Linked DNA regions of Sus scrofa: regions 1 and 3 are each linked to region 2. Evidence: chromatin contacts called from public Hi-C and promoter capture Hi-C data. All regions are on one chromosome and are shown on one strand. The core of a region is the stretch at or near the end of the contact, and the rest is flanking DNA. Distances in the headings are between cores, read along the strand shown.

Region 1 (2,700 bases), core at 111-2,610, 72 kb after region 2:
CCACTGTATCAAAATCCTATAGGAAAATCACTTCATTTTTTATTTCATTTTTAAGTTTTTTTTCTATTTTTTTCACTTTTTAAAATTTTATTGAAGTATGGTTGATTTCCAATGTTGTGTTAATTTCTGCTGTACAGCAAAGTGATTCCATTATACATATACCCATATCTATTCTTTTTTTAGATTCTTTTCCCATATAGGTTATCCCAGAATATTGACTAAAGTTTTCCTGGGCTATGCAGCAGGTCCCTGTTGACCATCCATTCTATATATAATAGCGTGCATATGCCAATCCCAAACTCCCAATCTCCCAATTGGAAAATCATTTAAAATGTTCACTCATGGGCCCTTCCCCAGACCTACTGAGTCAGAACCCATCCCTGGGGTTCAGGCCAAGGAAACAACACTTCTAACAGTAAGTTTATGCCTGTTGTTGATAACAGGCTTTCTACATGTTTCAGAGCACACCAGAGTTTGAGAACCACCAGCCTGAAGCCCAGCATCCTCAGCGTGGCTCAGAAGGCCTGCACCATCTGGCTCTGCCTGCCTTTGGCCTCACCTCCATCAGCCAGATTGAAATACTCCCTGTTCTAGAAACAGGCGTTGTACCTGTAAGCCTCTGCACCTTTGCTCAGTCTGTTTCCCCTGCCTCATTTGCCTTTCTATCTACTAGGCAAATTCCTGTTTCTATTCCAAGGCCCTCCTGAAATGCTCCCTCAGTCTCTGTCCCTCCCCACAACTCCTTCCCTAGGGAGACTCAGCTGCTTTCTCTTTCCTTCCCAGAGCTGCTGCTGTCTGCCTCTCTCATAGCACTTACTGTGTGATTGAGTTCTAAGGCTCTACTTCAGTTCAGGGATGCAGGCAGCACACATTGTTCATTTGTGCCTATTTGAAAAAGGCACCCCTTCCTCCAGAGCCAGACGCACAGGTTGGCAATAGGAGCACAAGCTGAGGAGTGCTGGTGGATTAAGGACCTGGTGTGGTCAGGTCACTGCCATGGTAGTCGTTCAGTCATGGCCTCAGAACTTCCCATGCCAAGGGCCTGGGCGGAAAAAAAAAAAAAAAAAAAAAAAAAAAAAGGAGCACAGGCTGGCTTCCAGCTCATTCACCCCTCCACAGGCATCCTTGTGCAGAACACAGCCTGCCAGGCCAGGAAGACACTCGCCACTTGTCGTCTCTGCTAACACAGAGCTCCCAAGGGTCCCTGGCACTCAGTCATCTCTGTATGTCCCCAGCATTGAAGCCTGGCCCTGTTGTGACTTTCTATAAAAGGTTTTCTAAGCTGACGTGTGTTGAACACAGCCTGTGAACACAGGCAGGTTTGCTCCACACATGCGTCATCAAATGCCTGGAGTGGCAGAAGGCCCTCAGAGCAGCAGAGGCGGGATAAATAAGGCCATCTGTTCTGTTCTCTGTGGATTCTGGATATTTTAACATCTGCAACTGAAAATTGTTTAGAGCTGTGAGACTAAAATAGACACCTCTAGCCATCCATTACCTCATTCTTTGCTTTTTGGACCTAAAAAAAATCCTTGCCCACTTCCCCAGGAGGTAAATCTGACTGAGGCTGGTCGTTACTAAGGCCACTGGTGAAATCACATGCCTGAAAGTCCCTCTGTTGGATCCATTCTGCGACACAACATGCTCAGCAGTGAAGGGGGGAACCCATCAGGCCTTCCTGGTCAATTCAGAGGACACAGTCAGCTCTGGCAACAGAGGTACAGAGCCATGTTTCAAGACATTTTATTGACCTAAAAAGAAGGGGCATGGAGTTCCCATTGTGGCACAGCGGAAATGAATCTGACTAGGAACCATGAGGTTGCAGGTTCAATCCCTGGCCTCGCTCAGTGGGTTAAGGATCTGGTGTTGCTGTGAGCTGTGGTGTAGGTCACAGACATGGCTCGGATCCCAAGTTTCTGTGGCTGTGGCATAGTCTGGCAGCAACATCTCTGATTAGACCCCTAGCCTGGGAACCTGCATATGCCCCAGATGCGGCCCTGAAAGGACAAAACACAAAAAAAAAAAAAAAAGAGAGAGAGAGAAGGGGCATGGAACGCCTGTAAGGTTTGGCCCCGTTTCCCAAGAGTTTAAAATTCCCTTTACAATAATGAGAATACATTCATGTATGACTCGATTACTTTCTTTAAAAAGGTCATTATGACATTTCAAGACAGGGCGATTTGCTAACTTTTCGTTGGTCCCAGTCTAGGAGAGGCATTGGTTGGCTCTTCAGATGATGGAATTTGAACACCTATTTTGTCTTTAATCACTAAGGCAAGGACCAAACAATTAAGTTGATAAGTTGAGGAAAAGAGATGTGGGAGGAAAATAATCATACAAATATAAACTGAAAGATTTACAGAAAGAACTAGGGACTTTAGTAGTTGAGAGCTTATTTTTTTTAATTTTCAACAAAAATGATATTAGAGGGGAGTAAACAGTTCTAATTTCTACTCCTACTCAGCCAGTCTACTTCCTAAAGTTTCTATTTTATCTTTTTATAGGTCATAGCACATTTAGTCTTTACAACAAAACTTCACTGTCATTGTTATTAGCTCTAATTTATAGATGAAGAAACTGAGGTTCAGATATCATCACCTAAATTCAGATTGTATGGGATTATATGGTAAAAGTATATTTAGTTTTATAATAAATCACTAAACTGTCTTTCAAAGTTACTGTACCTTTTTCCATCCCACC
Region 2 (2,700 bases), core at 159-2,658:
GCCTAATCTGCTCAGATGCCGTCCGGGGAATATTCGGTATCCATGTAGTACAGGTTGTGAATTATTCTGTGGGGACTGTTAACAAGACCCTTACCAGCTCTGCCTCAGCCAGACTCAAGCAGGGCTTTGGGGCAGCCTCTTTTCTTCCCCTCCCACCGAAGCTCTAAAAAGAGCAGGCTTTTTCCCAGTGGGGGCTGGGAGGAGTAAGAGGTGTAGGGGAAATGCTTCTGCCTCCAAGCAGAGCTTACTACACAGAGCTGGGCCTGTTCCCTCCAAGTTACAGCTGTAGATATGATGACTTGGCTGGGATAACATTTATCCCATGTTTTGGCAACCTACTACCTCAGTGCTTAACATGGAAAGAGGCCAATTCCCTCAAATCGGTGCAAGAAAAAGGAGAAAAAGTTAGATCTGGAGGCACCTTGGGGCTCATCTACCCCCTGGATTGAAAGATGAGGAAACTGCAGCCTGGCGACTAAGTCACTTATCAAGGTCACAGAGCTGCTGCTGATTAAGACCAAAGACCAAGTTCCCTGCTTCTAAACTCAGTGGCCTCTCCCTTTAAACTCACATCCACCCACCTACACACCAACAAATACACCCCACCCTTTGCAAAAGTAGCCCACTCAGGCACACACAGAGATGAGTCAATGGGTCCTATGTCCCTAAAGTATACGACTGTCTCTCCCCTTTGGGACAGGGCACTGCATAAGACAAATTCTTAGACATTCTGACCCAGCAGAGAAAGTCTTTAGAGCAGCCCCCAGGCCTTCCTCTCAACTCTTCCTTTCTCTACTCCTGTTGAACTTCCAAAACGTGAAAGCCCTGGCTCACACCAAGTAGGGTGAGAGCTGCCAGGAGAACCCTTGGGGAACAGTGCCCAGAGCGAGCTTAGGGGCCGGGGACCCCGGGGCCTGATGCTTAACGCGCCGGGGCAGAGGTGAGGGAGAAGCGCATCCACTGTCTGCAACCCCCCTCCGGCCTTCTGCCACTCCAGACTCTAGGCTAGGGACCTTAAAGGCGGGACTTGGGCTCTGGGAGGAGGGGGCACGAAGGGCAGAAGGCAGAGGTTAGCGCCTCCGCCCCGGCTCGGCCCCTGCGAGGCCCCGGTGCCCAGTCCCTGGCGCGCAGGTTTGGAAAGCGGGAGGCCTCGCCCGACAGCCGCCTAGGCTGCTCGGGTCCCCATATATAGTCATATCCACCGTCAACTGGGAGGCCGGCAGGCGGCAGCGAATGGGCGTGCGGCCCCCGCGGGAGCAGCGGGGAGGGCGCAGGGGGGCGGAGGGAGGAGAGGGGGAAAGGGGGCAGGAGAAAAAAGCTTTTCCAAAAAAGTATTGGCTGTCTTGAGGAATGCGGTCGCCCCCTTGGGAAAGTACATATCTGGGAGCAGCAGGCAGCTCAGCACTCGCACTCCAGCTCGGCCGCTCCACCGCGCGCTCGCCTCCCCGCTTCTGCCGCAGCCCCAGGGCCCCTTACCGCCGCCACCATGGACGCCATCAAGAAGAAGATGCAAATGCTCAAGCTCGACAAGGAGAACGCCTTGGATCGAGCGGAGCAGGCGGAGGCCGATAAGAAGGCGGCAGAGGACAGGAGCAAGCAGGTCTGCGCCTCCCCAGCCTAGCGCCCGCCGGGGGCTGGGAGCCCCCGGACCTGAGCCTGGCACCCCTTCGCGGTCCCTCAACCTGAGGACTCCGGGAGCCGCCCCCAGCCCTGGGCTTCTGAGAAGGGGGAGGGGAAGAGCGAGACTCGGGCGTATTCTAACTTTTTCTCGTCTGGGGACGCTTATTTCCCTACTCTGGTTCCCAGAGCCCGCGAAGTCCATTCAGGTCCTAGAGGCACTTGATTCTAAGGATCTGAAATCAGTTTGGGATCGGCGTAGGGATGCGTTTGAAGGGAATCAAGTCCAGAAAGTATTACAAGTTCTTCTGGATTTTTCACTGGAGAGAATAAAACTTTTATGTGGAATAGAGACGGGGCCGGGGGCGGGGGCAGAGGGACGGGACAGTCCTGGAGTTTTTTCCTAAAAGCAAAGATGGGACAGAATAAACAATAGGCCCGAAGTCTAAGGAGACGGGAGCGTTTTTCTGCACCCCCAAGTTGGACTTGAGTCCACTGAAACCTTGGCAGGAGTCTTGTCCCGGAGAAGGTGGGGGTGCTGAATGGGCTAGGGGCTAGACGAAGTTATCCAAAGGCCTTTGAGCCCCACTTCGGCGGTGCCCCAAACCCAGAGGACCCCAGCCAACCCGGTGCCCCGTGTGTTGTGTGTGTGTGTGTGTCTAACACCCGGTCCGTGCCGGCCGCCCGCGCCCGCCCGCCGCCGCCACCCCGCGCCCCCCCCCTCCCCGCCCCCAGCTCGAGGAGGACATAGCGGCCAAGGAGAAGCTGCTGCGGGCGTCGGAGGACGAGCGGGACCGGGTGCTGGAGGAGCTGCACAAGGCAGAGGACAGCCTCCTGGCCGCCGATGAGGCCGCCGCCAAGGTACCCAGGGCGCGCGGCGCGGCTCACGAATGGCTAACTCTGTCTCTCTCTCTCTCTCTCCCTCCCTGTCTTTCCCTTTCTCTCTCCCGCTGTCCCTGTCCTTCTGGCTCTGTGCACCCATATCCCATCACTGCGGGATCACGCTGCCTGCTGCACCCCCCCCTCCCGCCCCCGTCCCCCACGGCCAACTCTCAGCTGGAAGATGAGCTGGTGTCGCTGCAA
Region 3 (2,700 bases), core at 172-2,671, 120 kb before region 2:
GTTTCTTGATCTGTGTGCTAGTTATGTTGATGTGTTCCATTTGTGGTCCTTCACGTTTCTGCCTACGTATTATACTTCATGAAACATTTTCAAAGATCCACCAATTAAAAAAGCTAGCTAGCACTCTGAATCACAAAGCAGCAGCCTGAGGTAGACCTGATTCTGATTTTTGAGCAGATCCTCGAGGAAATCATTCACTGTGTGCCTCGGAGTCTTCATCAGAGAGATGGAGGGAAGGCTGCCGTCCTGTGCTCCCAGCTGGATGTGGTGGTTTATGTAGAGAAACCTTATTCACCAAGAGGATGTTGTGGGCGTTTGTGTCATTTCACTGTATGGTAGGAAGCTGCTCTTGACAAACATTCATTTCGTGAAAGCTGGCCTTTTCATTGTAGACCCTGACTTGGTCTTTGAATGTGCCTTTTCCTCACTGTTTTTAACCTCTCCAGCTCCTCAGTCTCATACAACACTGCCTCCATCTGGGTGTCTCTCCTTATGACATTAGGGTATCTGGTCTCAAAAATGGCAACTGAAACATGACATCCACTGGGAATATGGAAGCTTATTTGGTTGTGTTCAGGAACAATCCACACAGTGGCTAAATGGAGAGCCAGGGGTAGCAAATTCTGAAAAGCAGCCCCTCACCACTCCTAAGTTCGGTTCTGCGTCTTAGAAACTGTGGTTTATTCAGGCTGGCTCTGGCCTCCTCCCACTTCCTCTGACCTTCCAGATCCTGCCACGGTCTCTTCCTTGCAGCCCTGATCCTGGACGCCCCTGACCCGTGTCCTCCTACTCCCATCTGTTCTCTGCTAACAGTCCCAACAGAAAGCACATGGTAACCTCGTTAACTCACCATGTCCACCATCAAATGGAATTTTACCACTTCTCCTAAGGATAGGGCTTTACAACAGAATGCCTCTCTTGCTCCACTCCTGGCCTTTGTGCTCTTGTCACACACTTTACTTCTACATAGTTATAAACTCCACACTACATTTTTCTATTTTTTATTGAGGTACCATTGGTATGTGCACTATATAAATTTCAGGTGGACAGTGTTAGAATTCGACGTCTGTGTACTCTATAGAGTGATCACGAGCAAAGATCTAGTTCCCTCCATCACCATACAATTGACCCTCTTTAATCATTTCCTCCACCCCTTCGTCCCCTTCCCCTCTGGTAGCCAGTCTGTTCTCTGTATCTGTGAGTTAGTTTTTGTTTGTTCATTTTTTTTTCTGTATTTTTTTACATTCCGCAGATGAGTGAAATCATACATTGCTACCTGTTTTGCTCCAAACAGTCAAATGTCATTTAAGGAGAATTAGATACTTTTAAAAAAATCTTACTCTTTAGCCATGAAGTTAACATCTCTGGTGCTGTTCATTCCTTTGCTGAGATTCATATTTCCCTCTTGAGTCATTTTCTTTCTGCCAAAAGAACTTACTCTAACATTGCTTATGCTGCAGTTCTGCTGTTGGTGGATTCTTTCAGCTTTTGTGTGACTGAAAAAGTGTTGTTTTTTTTTTTTTCACTTTTGGTTTTGGAAAATGTCCTTGCTATATATAGAATTCTAGGGCGATACATTTGAAAAAAAAAACTTCAGTCTTTAAAAGACGTTGCTTCACTCTTTTCACATTATTTTCTAAAGAAAACTAAATGCTGACCTTCTTATCTTTGTTCCATAGTACAGAACACATGTCTTTCTTTGGTTGCTTTTAAGAGTTTTTCTTTGTCATTGATTTTGAGCAGTTTGACTATGGCATGCCCTGGTGTAGCTTTATTCATGTTTCTTGCGCTCAGAGTTTGTTGAACTTGGACATGTGAATTTATAGTTTTCATCCCAGATTTTTTCCCCTTCTCCCTCAAGGACTCCTCTTACACATATGTTGGGCTGTTTGGAGTGGTCTCATGGCTCACCGATGCTCTGTTCGTTTCTTTCCCACTGTTTTTTTCTCTGTAATTTCTGTTGGATAGTATTGCATCTTCCCTGTTGCTGGGTCTTCAAGTTCACTAGTCTTCCTTCTGTAATATCTAATCTTCCATTAATCCAGTCTCAGACATTGTAATTTTCATCTCTAGAAGGTTGATTGGAATCTTTTTTATATCTCTCATGTTGACATGTTCAGTGTTTTCTTCAGCTTTTTGACTATATAAAATAGTTATACCAATTGTTCTAGTGTCCTCCTCTGCTGCCTTTAGCATCTGTCAGGTTCTTTTGTTTGTTTAAGTGTTTTTGTCCTCACCGTCTTTTAAAAATTTTTTACTAAAGTATGGTTGATGTACAATATTATATAAGTTACAAGGGTACAAGGTAGTGATTCATAATTTTAAAGAATGGGTCAGTTTGGGTTGATTGACTTAGTACTTCAGTCTGGGCCTTAGTTTCCCATCCTTTGCATGCCTGACAACTTTTTATTTGATGTCAGACTCTTTGGGGCACTGGATATTTTTGTATTCCTATAAATATTCTTTTTTTTTTTCCTATAAATATTCTTGAGCTTTGTTCTGGGACATGGTTCAGTTCCTTGGGAACAACTTGATACTTTTAGACCTTGCTTTCATGATTTGTTAAGTGGCTCTGGAGGACTCCACCTATGGTTAATTATTCCCTGCTACTGAGGCAAAACTTTCCTGTGCATTCTAACATTGCCCTGTGAATTACGAGTTTTTCCATCTGGCTTGTGGGAACAAGAACTATTTTCAGTT

What was found. Promoter capture Hi-C pulls out the DNA fragments that hold promoters and counts their contacts. Hi-C and Micro-C count contacts between places; a contact is called where the count stands out from the background.
Region 1: a promoter capture Hi-C map of skeletal muscle shows a contact between it and region 2, with 5 times the contacts expected there. The contact joins the enhancer-like site here to the promoter of TPM1 in region 2. A contact is called at or near these places in 3 of 5 promoter capture datasets (fetal skeletal muscle, liver and skeletal muscle), 16 of 47 Hi-C or Micro-C datasets (alveolar macrophages, brain, embryonic fibroblasts and 11 more) and 1 of 2 datasets of contacts at active chromatin or transcription factors (skeletal muscle).
Region 3: a contact with region 2 is called in a Hi-C map of embryonic fibroblasts, with 3 times the contacts expected there. The contact joins the enhancer-like site here to the promoter of TPM1 in region 2. A contact is called at or near these places in 1 of 5 promoter capture datasets (fetal liver), 3 of 47 Hi-C or Micro-C datasets (embryonic fibroblasts and skeletal muscle) and 1 of 2 datasets of contacts at active chromatin or transcription factors (skeletal muscle).

Annotation. Positions count from the first base shown.
Region 1 is chr1:108,942,646-108,945,345 of Sscrofa11.1, reverse strand. LOC102163023 (a long non-coding RNA gene) reads left to right here. Exons shown (of 5, transcript XR_300930.3): 2 at 462-611; 3 at 1,549-1,718. Among named protein-coding and RNA genes, the nearest start is that of LACTB, 20 kb to the right of the region's middle. Within about 2 kb of position 1,360, at least 17 of the 83 cell types and tissues checked have an H3K27ac peak or open chromatin away from gene starts, as enhancers often do. A contact at or near this core is called in fetal skeletal muscle and skeletal muscle, where this site is marked.
Region 2 is chr1:109,014,658-109,017,357 of Sscrofa11.1, reverse strand. It overlaps TPM1 (tropomyosin 1 (alpha)), which reads left to right and starts at 1,408. Exons shown (of 10, transcript NM_001097483.2): 1 at 1,408-1,600; 2 at 2,674-2,700. The coding sequence starts at 1,487.
Region 3 is chr1:109,133,627-109,136,326 of Sscrofa11.1, reverse strand. No RefSeq gene overlaps it. Among named protein-coding and RNA genes, the nearest start is that of MIR190A, 90 kb to the left of the region's middle. Within about 2 kb of position 1,421, at least 5 of the 83 cell types and tissues checked have an H3K27ac peak or open chromatin away from gene starts, as enhancers often do. A contact at or near this core is called in embryonic fibroblasts, where this site is marked.